2 separate regions of the Mus musculus genome follow, and region 2 is linked to region 1. Evidence: chromatin contacts called from public HiChIP or PLAC-seq data. All regions are on one chromosome and are shown on one strand. The core of a region is the stretch at or near the end of the contact, and the rest is flanking DNA. Distances in the headings are between cores, read along the strand shown.

Region 1 (6,215 bases), core at 1,347-3,846:
GATAATGCAGAAGGGTTGGAACTCCACAGGCCAAGGTGGCAACTGAAGCTGAGACATGTAAGGAAGACTGGGGCTTCAGGTTGAAGGGTCTGAAGCATCTAGCGTGGGGGTGCTATTTCATCAAAAAATGCTTTCAAAAAGGTTTTGTTGTTGTTGTCTGCCTGACTTTGTTTTTGCTTTGCTTAGTAACACTGACCAGCCAGAGGCCTGAATTGTTTCACTTTCATGCCCTGTTTATTTCTGCACACTTGCCACAGCCCTTACCACCTTCACCCCTCTTCCTCTGTGTCTAACTCAATCTCTCTCTCTCTCTCTCTCTCTCTCTCTCTCTGTGTGTGTGTGTGTGTGTGTGTGTGTGTGTGTGTGTGTGTATGTGTCACACATCTGAGTACACAGACTCATATACACATAGGCATGCAGGCATGCATACACGTACAGATTCAAACATACACAGATACAGGCAGACAAACAGATATACAGACAGACAGACACACACATACAGAGACAGACAGACAGGCACAGAGAGACAGACAGACAAATGCAGAGAGACAGACAGACAAATGCAGAGAGACAGACACATGCAGATACACACAAACACATACACACACATATATGCACACATGAATGCACATAAATATTCACACACAGGTCTGTGAGAGGCAGACAGACACACAGAAGTAGACACTCATACACAGACAGACAGGCAGACAGGCAGACAGACAGACACGTCTCATACCTCTTCTTTATCTGCTGGTCCTGGGTCACTGAGAGTTCAAGGTTGGTCACCATCAAGCCTGATTATTATGGAACAGGAAACATTCCCAACTCACATTTTGCTGCAATCATTACTGAGGTCCCCAGGAAAAGCAATCTATAGTGACAGTAATCAGAAGAAGTCTGCAGGAGGTCGAGTGGCTAGGAAAACCAAGTGAGAAGTCCTGCCTACGTGAATCAGAGGTTTTCTGCAATTGCTTGATGTGATTTCCACAGCAGATATAAAGATGTGGGATGGCTGAATAGTATACAACCCTAAAGCCAAGAGAATAAAGCACATTCTTCGCAGATGAGACACTGTGTTTGGCAATGTTCCCTCTGAATTAAAAGAATCCTGGCAACTAAAGAGCTTAGAAATATTAGGATTGGAAGGGTCTACCTCCTATACTTGTTTTCTTTCTGAATCAAATTTTATCATGTTTTGTGGTAAAACATCTTTCTGTAGACATGTAATTATATAAAAAGCTCTTGGGTCATCAACAAATGATAAGTGAAATATTTGTGTTTTACTCTCCAAGTGTAGTTGTGTTCTCTTCTTCGGGTCATTTCTTCATCGTTCCTTCCCAATGCTACTAAAGAAGGAAACTAGACAGTAGAGTATATCCCCTCAATTAAATAGTAACTGCTGTACTGTTTTAACTTTATGAAAATCAAACCGTTTGGGAGTTGAAATGTCTTATTAACTCTAACCTTTGCCATAAACACACAATGAGAAGATTTTTGCCAAGCAGAAACTTACACCAAATGCCAGATATTTTTGATGGTTCTGAGAATATTAGATCCTTCGTCTAGTCTAAATCTCTCCCTCTTCTAGGATGGAGCTTAGAGACCTCGATTGAGGATCACAGAAGATCAAGATTCCTGTCAAGGAGATGAGGTGGCTCGACTAGGTTGAATGAAGAATGATGCAGGGAACTAGTGTGAGGAATTCCCTTCTGAGAAATGGGAGATCTCCATGGCAGAGGAAAGCAAATCCACAATCCATGAAGTGAAAAGAATATTTAAGCTGGCATTAGGGATGGAGGCAAGGAGAAAAGGGATGGAGGGGACGGAGGTGCCAGTTCTCAATATCAGGTGTCTTCTACAGCAGCTCATTATCAGATATTAATTAGGCACATACACTGGACTAAGCTCAGCTCAGTAGTGAAGGCCCCGATGACAGCAGTGATCAGAAATATCTACTGATACCCTGCCCCACCTCAGAGTGGCATTTTATGTTCCAATAGCACAGCATGGGAGGTTAGAATGAAATTAATATTTTGTCAACCAGTTATAGAGTGACTAGAATTAGGTTCAAGTCTTAATTCTTTGCCATTCACTATTTATCTACCATATAGTGTGTGTGTGTGTCTGTGTTTTCTGTCTATCTGTCTGCACGTGCTTGTGTATGATGGGAGGGAGGAGCAAAAGAGAGAGGGGGCAGAGCTTAAAAGCAAGCATGTGCCACTGCACACATAATAGAGTCAGAGGAAAACTTGTAACTTTTCCAGGGTTTGGTTCTTTTTTTCCACTCTTGCTTTGAGCCAGGGTCTCTCTTTCTCTTTCTATACCTGTGCTACATGCTCTAGGCTAGCTGATTCACAAGCTTCCAGCCCCCTTTTCCATCTCTGCCTCTTAATTGTAAGAAAAAAAAAAGTCAACTCCAGGTCACAAATGGGATGAGGGATGCTGAAGACAAAACATAAATTCCTCTAGAATTTCCATTTCAAAACAGATAAACTTTATTAGAGAAGAGAAGACCTCTGTAGTCACGGCAGATGATTTGCCGGTAGCAGCCAAGTATCTCGTCCTCCTTCCAGGAAGTGGGTTTTCATGCTCTGGAGGTCAGAGAGAGGCTGGTGGCTAGAAGCAAATACAGCAGGGCTTCTGGGCATGTCAGTGGCAGATCAACAAGATTCGGTTCCTCTTGATCAGTTTACTAAAGGATACATGAACAACTGCCTTTCTTCTGCTGCATGGTTTCTAATGATGATCATTCCATTTCCTTGATGAACATAGGAAGGGATTTAAGTGCACTGATTTGCCTATTGGTGTTATAGATGTTTGTTGACCCAGAGCTATTTATTTTAATAGTTTCAATTTTGGCTGCTTTTATGCAGAGGAAATGTGTCACAAGCATATAATACCCAGCACACTAACATTAAGCCCATTGCTAGCAGCCAGACTTATTCTTTCTCCCCAGCCTTTTCGTATTGGCATTTTGTTTTATGGATTGCATGACAGCAAAAGTGATTCACACCTCGGATTTAAGAAAAAATTCACTGATCTGGGAGTAGCAGTTATGAGTACACAAGTGGACATTATTGTATGCCCTGTCTGAGTTGGTTATCCAATTATTAATTGTGTCACTTTGTGTAGCCTCATAACTTTCATTTGGATGGAGTCCTTATGATACGTGTCCTTCTTGAATTTGAAAATGGAAGAAATTAAATCTTAGACTGCAGCCTATACCTTAATTTTCCTCTAAACTTATGATCCCTGTTTTGAAAAATCTATGTAGTAAATATTACTTTAGAGACTGAAAGACAGTATTTCCCAACCCAGCTTCATAGCAGCCCTTCAGGGGCAGATGATAGGCCTTGGCTGATGAGACAGAGAAGGCTGAGATACTGTTCAGCACTATGTCTGGCAAGCAGATCCAGAGAAGGCAACCTACAAGAGCATCTGCGGCCATCTACACAGGAGCCTCTTGTCTGTGTTTCTGTCTGCTTGCTGATGACTCTGACCTGCACAGGGGGTTTGTCAGTCTCTCCCTGTGCCTTGGATTTTTAATCTGCTCTAAGCTAATGCTGTGACCACATCACTCTGTTGGAAGCTGAGGGCCTGAGAGCAAGCTGGAGGCCTCATGGCTGTGAGTGATGGGGCCAACCTTCCTACTTGCCATTAATAAACTGAGCTGTTCACATTTCTCTGTGGCATAGCTTGACATTTAGGCAGAACGTTTGTAATTCCAATAAACAGCTCAGGAGGTGGTGTGTGTGTGTGCGTGTATGTGTGTGTGTGTTGCACAATTAAAAGCTAAGCCAGGAAGGCTAAGGTTTTCATTAAAAGCCAGCGGCTTTAACTTATTTAATGTTTCAGGATCTGGAGAGAGTACAAATCAGAATTAGGCCTCCAGGGGACAGCTTTTTACATAGAACCTGATGGATACCCATCTGACCATCTGACTATTGGTCTGTAGGCAGCAGCGTGACTCTTAGGTTAGGAAAGAAAAAAAAAATAAAGAAAAAGGAAAAATAACCCATGAACATAGTCATTGGAAGAAATCAGACGTGTGATTATTTTTCCCTCGCTACAACAGTACCCGAGAGATCTCCCAGTCCCTTCTTTGATTAATATTGCTTGCAGTGGTTGCACACTGTTCAACCTGGCATTGCATTTATCAAAATTTGCCAGAGCAGACAGGCATTGCCATGTGAAAAGAATGACTGTAAAGGGTCCATGTGCCTTGCGGGGAATATCTGAGCACCAGGAACGCAGGAGGTGGGCATGCCAGGGTAGTGGGCTCACAGCCTGGACTCTCGTTCTCTTCTTTCCAAATAGCGAGTTCCAATTTCCAAGTCCCATAAGCAGCTCTTTGGCTTTACTCTTGTCTTTCACATTAGGTGACCTGTAGTACGGGTGGCCTTCGGGGATCCCAGTCTTCTCTCATTTGCCATATGCTCAGGGGGTGCTTTCTCAACTATTGGTTTCTAGTGCAGACACAAATTCTCTGCTTTTGATTCACTGGAGGAGTGAATTTTAAACACACTAACACAAAATGAGGCAAACAGGAACACAAGGCACTGGTGGGTACTATCTCCAGTGTTTCTGAGTTAGACTCTAGAAAGAGAAGTCACGTGGAATTTGGGTGTTCAATTGGCTTTGTGAAACACTTCTTTCTAATCCTCCTGTTTCCTTGCCCATTGGTACCGTAATGTCATCTAGGCTCTTATTACAAACCTGAAACAAACCAATCTGAGCCTCACATGGCTCCTGTTACTGAATTGGATGGTGGCCACTACTTCGAGTTATAATTGAACTTTGTTTTACAGCTAAGAGAACGAGTACAGCTTCAGCATTTGTAGCAAAATCTGGCCAGTTCTACTGGCTTTCCTCCTATGAAGGTGCTCCGTTCACAGTGTCCAAAGGAGTTTCAGGTAGAAATTGAGCCTCTGCTTTGATGCATCTACGTAATCAGAATGACTTCTCTTACTTTCTTCCTCTTGAATGCAGGGAGCTCACAATGCTATTTTATATTTAAGCTCAGAAACATTTCAACTATAATAAAATCACTTAGCTGGGCGTGGTGGCACACGCCTTTAATCCTGGCACTTGGGAGGCAGAGGCAAGTGAATTTCTGAGTTCAAGGCCAGCCTGGTCTACAGAGTGAGTTCCAGGACAGCCAGGGCTACACAGAGAAACCCTGTCTTGAAAAACCAAAAACACAAAATAAATAAATAAATAATGAAAAAACAACAAAAAAAATCACTTATATATTTTTTCACCTTTATTATGTTTCTTTTACAATTCCCTATTTCATAGGCTTGTGGCATGGTCAAGAGCACTTATTCAACTCTTGCAGAGGACTGTGATGATGTAAAAGTACCTTTTATTTGCCAGAGGTGATTGTCATCTCTGAAGGTTACTGCCTCGGTTTGCTAATCTAGGCCTAGTCCTAGAAGCCTCTGTATAATCAAATCTAGGCCTAGAATGTTTTCAGCCTCTGAGAATTGCTGCTAAATAAGCTCACCCCTTCATAGTTCTTTCTGATCTCTAGCTGGCTGGTTCACTCAGTTCTTCTGGATCAAACTCCTCTCCAAGCTGACTGAGTCAATCGGGTTTCTTTTTCAGGTTGACTGAATTGCTCTGCTTGGCCTTATACTAACCTTAGCAATATGTTCTAATTTTCTGGCTCCTTCTGTCTTAACCTTTGTCTAGCTCTTCTCTCTCTGCAACCAGACTCTCTATAACTGTCCCAGTAAAGTTGCTTCTATTTTACCTGCATTGCTCTTAAGTAGTTTCTCATTATTTTCTCTTCTCTTGAGAGTTGGGCATGTCCTATGTTGTCAAATCTTTCTCTGATTCGTCACTTTGTCTGCCACTCAATTACACATCACTTTTAAACATGCAAACTAACTTTACCTTCATTGTTTAAGATTAAAGGTATATACTAAATGTGTATCTGTATCCCAGCTAGAAAAGTTAAAGGTGTGCTAAGGTTGAGCCACACCACAATTAGAAACAGCTTTTTTTTTCCCCCAGTAACTAACAAAATCTCAGAGTTCACAGTGTGATCAGATATTCTGCAATACCCTGACTTTTTTAAGTACCTGCATGGTAGCTTACGACTATCTCTAATCTCCAAGGGAACCAACACCCTCATCTGACCTCCGTGATATGTGTGTGTGTGTGTGTGTGTGTGTGTGTGTGTGTGTATTCATAGTCATAAAATAAAAATA
Region 2 (6,215 bases), core at 2,225-4,724, 880 kb before region 1:
TTATCCGTAGGTTTGGTCTTCTCATTGTGTCCTGGATTTCCTGGATGTTTTGAGTTAGGATCTTTTTGCATTTTGTATTTTCTTTGATTGTTGTGTCGATGTTCTCTATGGAATCTTCTGCACCTGAGATTTTCTCTTCCATCTCTTGTATTCTGTTGCTGATTCCAGATTTCTTTTCTAGGTTTTCCTTCTCCAGCATTGCCTCACTTTTGGTTTTCTTTAATGTGTCTACTTCCCTTTTTAGGTCTTGGATGGTTTTATTCAATTCCATCATCTGTTTGGTCGTGTTTTCCAGCAATACTTTTAGGGATTTTTGTGCTTCCTCTTTAAGGTGTTCTACTTGTATAGCAGTGTTCTCCTGTATTTCTTTAAGTGAGTTATTAAAGTCCTTTTTGATGTCCTCTACCATCATCATGAGATATGCTTTTAGATCCGAGTCTATCTTTTCTGGTGTGTTGGTGTGCCCAGGTCTGGATGGGGTGGGAGTGCTGCTTTCTGATGATGGTGAGTGGTCTTGGTTTCTGTTAGTAAGATTCTTACCTTTGCCTTTCGCCATCTGGTCATCTCTGGAGTTAGTTGTTATAGTTGTCTCTGGTTAGAGCTTGTTCCTCAGGTGATTATGTTGGCCTCTATCAGGAGACATGGGAGACTAGCTCTCTCCTGAGTTTCACCGATCAGAGTACTCTCTTCAGGCAAGCTCTCCTCTTGCAGGGAAGGTGCCCAGATATCTGGTGTTCGAACCTGCCTCCTGTCAGAAGTTGTGTTCCATTCACCAGAAGTCCTAAGATCCCATGGAGAGTCCTCTGTGGATCTTGGGGGTGTCCGCAGACTCTGTGCCAAAGGTGCCCCGGTGCTGGCGCCGACCGGAAGGTCGGGAATACATTTCTAATCACCCAGAAGTTGCCTGATGTCCCTGCCAAGTCCACATCCACACTTTCCCAGCCAGAGGTGAGCATGAGATAGACCATGCAGATTCTTCTTGTGAGTTATGGAGCTGTGTATAAACAGGATCTCCAGGCCCAGATCCACTGTGTACATGTTCTTTCTCAGCATCGTGCCCATGTGACTCCTTTGTAGTGACTGTATGGATTTTTAACTTGCTGGGAAATACTCCATTATGTGCTGTGTACAATGCAACCTGGTACCTTTTGTTTACCCAGCTTTCCGTTTGTACTTGGGCCTTTTTCTTCTTCTTCTGTGTGGGGGCAATTACAGACAGGACATTTCCTCCACTCAGGGCTTCTGTTCCATGCCTGGCATTGTTCTATTGTGTTCCGGTCCTGGGTGTCTGTCCTGCTTTCCTTTCTCTCTGGGCACCTGTTTGGCTGCTGGGACTTAGGGTGTTTGACCTGGACCTGTGGTGGTCCTGTGGGGTCTCACACTATCTCGGGAGGCCAAGCTGTGGCTCTAACAGTCTTAGTCTGGGGAGAACACTGGGAACTACATGTGCTTGCTTCTCTATTCTTGCTGATGCTAACATCTGTGGGCCACCTTTTAGCACTGGGTGCTCTTGCCTAACTCTTCATCTGCATCCCTTGGCTGTCAGCCAGTCGGGAGGCCGCTTGTATGCCTCCAACGAGCCTTCAAGGATGCTTCTGGAACTGGGATATTTATCAGAGACAGATCAGGAAAGCCAGCACCGTAAGACAGGCAGCTCTGTGCTGCCTTGGGGGACACATTCTTGGCTGTCTTCCCAAAACGTTCGTTGTGTGGTACTGTCTGTCAGTATTAACAAGCATAGGAGTCCCTAAATGTTTTTATTTGTGTGTGTGTGTGTGTGTGTGCACGCATGTGGGTGCACACATCTAGTAGTATGTACATTCCTGCATATAAGCATGCATTTATTTGATTTGTATGTTATCATAAAATATTTTCTCTTAGTTAGGCATGATGGTGTGTGTGTATAATCTCAGAGTCTAGGAGGCTGGGGCAGGTAAGTAAAAGGCCAGCCTGGGCTACACAACAAGACCGAGTCTCAAGAAAACAGTGCAAAACAACAAATATGAGATTTCTCCTAAACAGTGTGGTTTTGTTTTAAAGGTATCTGTTCCACTTCCTTCCTTGTCCCCTCAAAGATCTTGGCTAACATAAGACATCAAGGCAACACCTTCTTTGTAGATGGAAGAGGTAAGATCCATGTTTATTTTGCCCCTTCCCATGGCGTAGCCACAGGCAACAGACACCTTAGCTCCTGCCATAGGCAGGGAACCTAACATGGGCTTTAGCTATGTTTGGAAGGGACAGGATGGGGGGGGGAAATAACGCTGTAGGATGATAAAGTGCTTGGAAGAGATGGTGAATGTCTGTTGACCATGCACGCAAATCTGAGTTGTAACATGTTACTTTTAGCTGCGTTGATCTTGAGAAAACTACTCTCTGTGCTTCCGTGTCTCGAAGAAGTCATCTCTAGTTGAGAGGGCCAATATGGCAGATGCCAGTCACCTGTGGCCAGAGCGCTCGGAATGTGAGACCAGATTTTAGCTTAATTTTAATTATTTAACATTTAAATTCAAATTGCTGTGACTAATGGCTGTGATATAGAATCCACCACTAGAGGACAGCACTGGGTGGCTTCAAGCCACATATATACACAACCTCCACCTCACCAAACCCAGTGTAATCCAATTTAGTGAAAATAAATAAATAAATAAATAAATAAAACAAACAAATAAATAAATAAATAAAAGCTCTGCCTGCTCTTTCTCTGTTTCCCACATGTATTTTCCTTTTCCTTTTGAACTACGGATACCAAAGGCTGGGAGAGGCTGACCTTCTTAATGGGGACACTGGAGGGCAGCAATGGGTACTTTCAGAATGCTCAATCCCAGGAGGTTTTCCGAGTCCCCTGGCAGTGCACTGCTTGTGGCTGATGGCCAGCAGCCTCAGGGGAATGCCAGAAAGCTGTGTTTGCTGAGCTCTGTCCTCTTTTTCCTGTGCGGGGCAGTGGGGTGGGGGTGGGGTCGTGAAAGTGGGGGTTTGGATGTTTTACAAACAAGTTCAAGTTCCCTAGTTTGTTGGTTCCCATAGCAGTTGGGCTGTCAGCTGCTCAAACCGTTTTGTTCTGCAACCACGTTTGAAAACAATGTGAGGAAGAATAAACAACTGTGAATGTGGAGTCAAGGGGACCTGAGCGTGAAGCCCAGCTTGGCTGCCTGCCTGCTGTGGACCTTGGACAAATTGCATGGCAATTCTGGATCCTTGGTCTCCTCTTCTGACACATCATAACCTGGTGGAAGGAGCTGCATCTGTACGAAATCATCTCCATTTGGTTATTCACTGGGCCTGTGATGACCACCTTAAAAAAATACCTGAGGGTAATCAACCTACAAATAGCAAAGACTTTTTTAAACTCATGGGTTTGGAGGGTCCCACCCATGACTTATTGGGTCAATTGCTTCCGTCTGTCTTACGGTAAGGCAGCCCATCAATGGAAACAGCACGTGACAAACCAAAGCCACTTACTTCATCGGCCAAGAAACAAAGGAGAATGAGAGAGTAAACTGAGCAGTTTCCTCCAGAGGCCACCCATCCCCAGTGACCTAAAGACCTCACTAAATTTCACCTCTCAAAAGCCATGTTTACCTTTCAGCTTCACCATCATGGGGACCATGCCTTAACACACAGCCTTTGGGGGATATTCCAGATGGGAACTTCAGCAGGCCTGGATAACAGTGCTTCTGATTTGCTTCCACTATGACTACTGAGTTCCTGCCAAATGAAGAGAAGAGGACATTTATCCAGATCATGTAGCCTAGTCAGTGGCAGAGCCAGGGTTCAAACCCTGCCCTACCTGCTGTCAATACCTTTTTCTGCCTGACCATGCTACAGGTGTGGAGCCAGGCACTGTGTAACAGAAGGGACAGAGGTGACAACAGTGAGGAGGAAGGAGGACTGCAGGCCTAGGTTCCTCCAGCCACAGCAGATGACCTTCGGCTGCTTGGACAGATGAACTGAGGGACCCCAGTGTCTTCATCTGGGAGACTGAAGTGGTTCTGCTTACAGCCTTCAGCACCCGCCTTTTTGAAGATAAAGCGGGATCTTCAAGATGAGGGTGTCTGGCACAGCAGGTCACCGGCCCATATTCAAAGGCGACAGGAGGCCTGGCATGTCAGGAAAATTCAGGAAGAGGGACACCAGCTGAGGGTCTGGACTCAAGGATGTGGCAGGGGTGGGAGAAATGGGAAGGGGTGGGTTGCAAGGCTCCACAGTCCTTGGATCTGGCCTAGAAAAGATCCGGGAAGCTGGGTGAAGTTACACACGAGCTGTGCACTAGGTGCCTGTGTCCTTTGGGTTCTAGAGGGGAGAAAATGTCTGAGAATCATTGTTTTTATATCTTTGTCTCGGGGAAACCATACATGTTCACCACTGGGTTGACCTTTCAGGTTGCTTAGGCGTCTCTTGGCACTGTAGGAGAGTGAGGGGCCTGTGTTTGTGTTTCCTGATGCACAGCGGCCTTTCCCGTCACATCTGTTACCTCTCAGCTTTCCACTCACTTCTGTTTCCCATTTTCTTTTGTGTGTGTGTGTGTGTGTGTGTGTGTGTATGTGCGTGTATGCACACGTGCGTGAGTTCATGGATGTATACACTTGTGCATATCTGTTTACATGTGTATGTGTACTTGTGCAGGTGTGTGTACATGTGTTATGTACATGTATGTATGTGCTTATGCATGTGTATGTGTATACGTGTATGATTGTGTGTGTGTGCATAGGCCACAGGCTAATCTAAGGTGACACTCCTCAGATGTGTTATGTACATGTATGTATGTGCTTATGCATGTGTATGTGTATATGTGTATGATTGTGTGTGTGTGCATAGGCCACAGGCCAATCTAAGGTGACATTCTTCAGATGCTGTCCACCTTATTTTTTGACACAGCGACTCTCACGGGACCTGGGTCTTGCCAGTCAGGTTAGGCTGGCAGGTCAGTGAATCTCAGGAGTCTCCCCTACCACCTCTGTCTGCCCACCACTGTATTACAAGCACACACAACGATAGCTGGCTTTTGATGTGTGTACTGGGCATTGAGCTCAAGTCTGTATGCGTGTATGGCCAGCACTTTACTGACTGAGCCACTATACTAAGTTTTCTACCTTCCTTGAAAACCTCACTGTGGTCCCCCTCTGGGGACTGATTGTGAAGTAAGTGTGTGTGTGTGTAAAGAAACTCCTCAGCCTCCCTGTTTGTGGGGTGCAGTGTCTGAGACCCAGTCAGAGCCCTCACTATGTGGAATTGCTTCTCAGCAGCGTGTTGCCTGCAGCCCTTCCTGGAGTTACGGTATAAAATGGCCTTCTTGTTGATTTGCTCCTCTTGGGGTAGGGCAGAGCAGTGCCAGGCTGCAGGAAACAGGCTTGGAATCAGTGTCAAGAATACTTAATAAATTTAATTGTTTGAAAACATCATCAACTCAGTACAGACTTGGTGTAAAAATGAGCACTGGGGAGTAGGGGGGAGAGCTCACTTGGGGAAACTGCTTACCTTGTAGGCATGGACACCTGAGTTGGATTCCCAGCGGGCAGGTATGGTAGATTACAGGAGTAATCCCAGCATGGGGGAGTCAGGGTCAGGTGGATCCCTGGGGCTTGCTGGCTGGCCAGTCTAGCTCACTGGTTAGGTACATCACTGGGGGATCCGCTCTTAAAATGAAGTGGGCGGTGCTTGAGGAATGAAATCTGAGTTGTCCTCCAGCCTCCACACACATGCACACACATACACTGGCCATTTGGCCAGTGAGATACTTCACCCCCAAGGTTTGGATACTAACATATATTTCTAAAGTTGAACAGATATCTACTAAATGGGACTCCCCATTGAGAATACTGGAGCCACACTGTCCAATTTATAACTACCAATACTGGATAACCCATTAGAATCTATACTGTCCAACTCAGGACTATCAAATACAGGAGAGTCTATCCATATTGGTCAATACATGGTCTATTTTATCCCATCCGCTTGGTGTGGAGTGATGGATACCCGAAGTCACGCACTAATTTTCCAAGAACAAAAAGCACACACGCACAGATGAACTTTGTGTAGCTTATGAAGTGTTGAAAATGTTCAAATTGTTTTTGACATTTCAAGACCAAGAAGTTTAATACAGAAACTTGGGGTCCTAGTTTACTGGACAACATTGTCCTCATGGGGATCCAATTCCTATTTTGATGCTACTGTTTGGGACTGAGTCTCAAGTGTCCCCTCCAGAAGCGAGTATA

What was found. HiChIP or PLAC-seq counts read pairs in DNA pulled down with a chosen protein or histone mark.
Region 2: an SMC1A HiChIP or PLAC-seq map of large pre-B cells shows a contact between it and region 1, with 8 times the contacts expected there. The contact joins two enhancer-like sites. A contact is called at or near these places in 1 of 15 datasets of contacts at CTCF or cohesin (large pre-B cells) and 1 of 115 datasets of contacts at active chromatin or transcription factors (embryonic stem cells).

The regions. Positions count from the first base shown.
Region 1 is chr8:103,193,297-103,199,511 of GRCm38.p6, reverse strand. No RefSeq gene overlaps it. Among named protein-coding and RNA genes, the nearest start is that of Gm32531, 75 kb to the left of the region's middle. Within about 2 kb of position 2,596, at least 6 of the 459 cell types and tissues checked have an H3K27ac peak or open chromatin away from gene starts, as enhancers often do.
Region 2 is chr8:104,073,685-104,079,899 of GRCm38.p6, reverse strand. No RefSeq gene overlaps it. Among named protein-coding and RNA genes, the nearest start is that of Gm39236, 17 kb to the right of the region's middle. Within about 2 kb of position 3,474, at least 25 of the 459 cell types and tissues checked have an H3K27ac peak or open chromatin away from gene starts, as enhancers often do.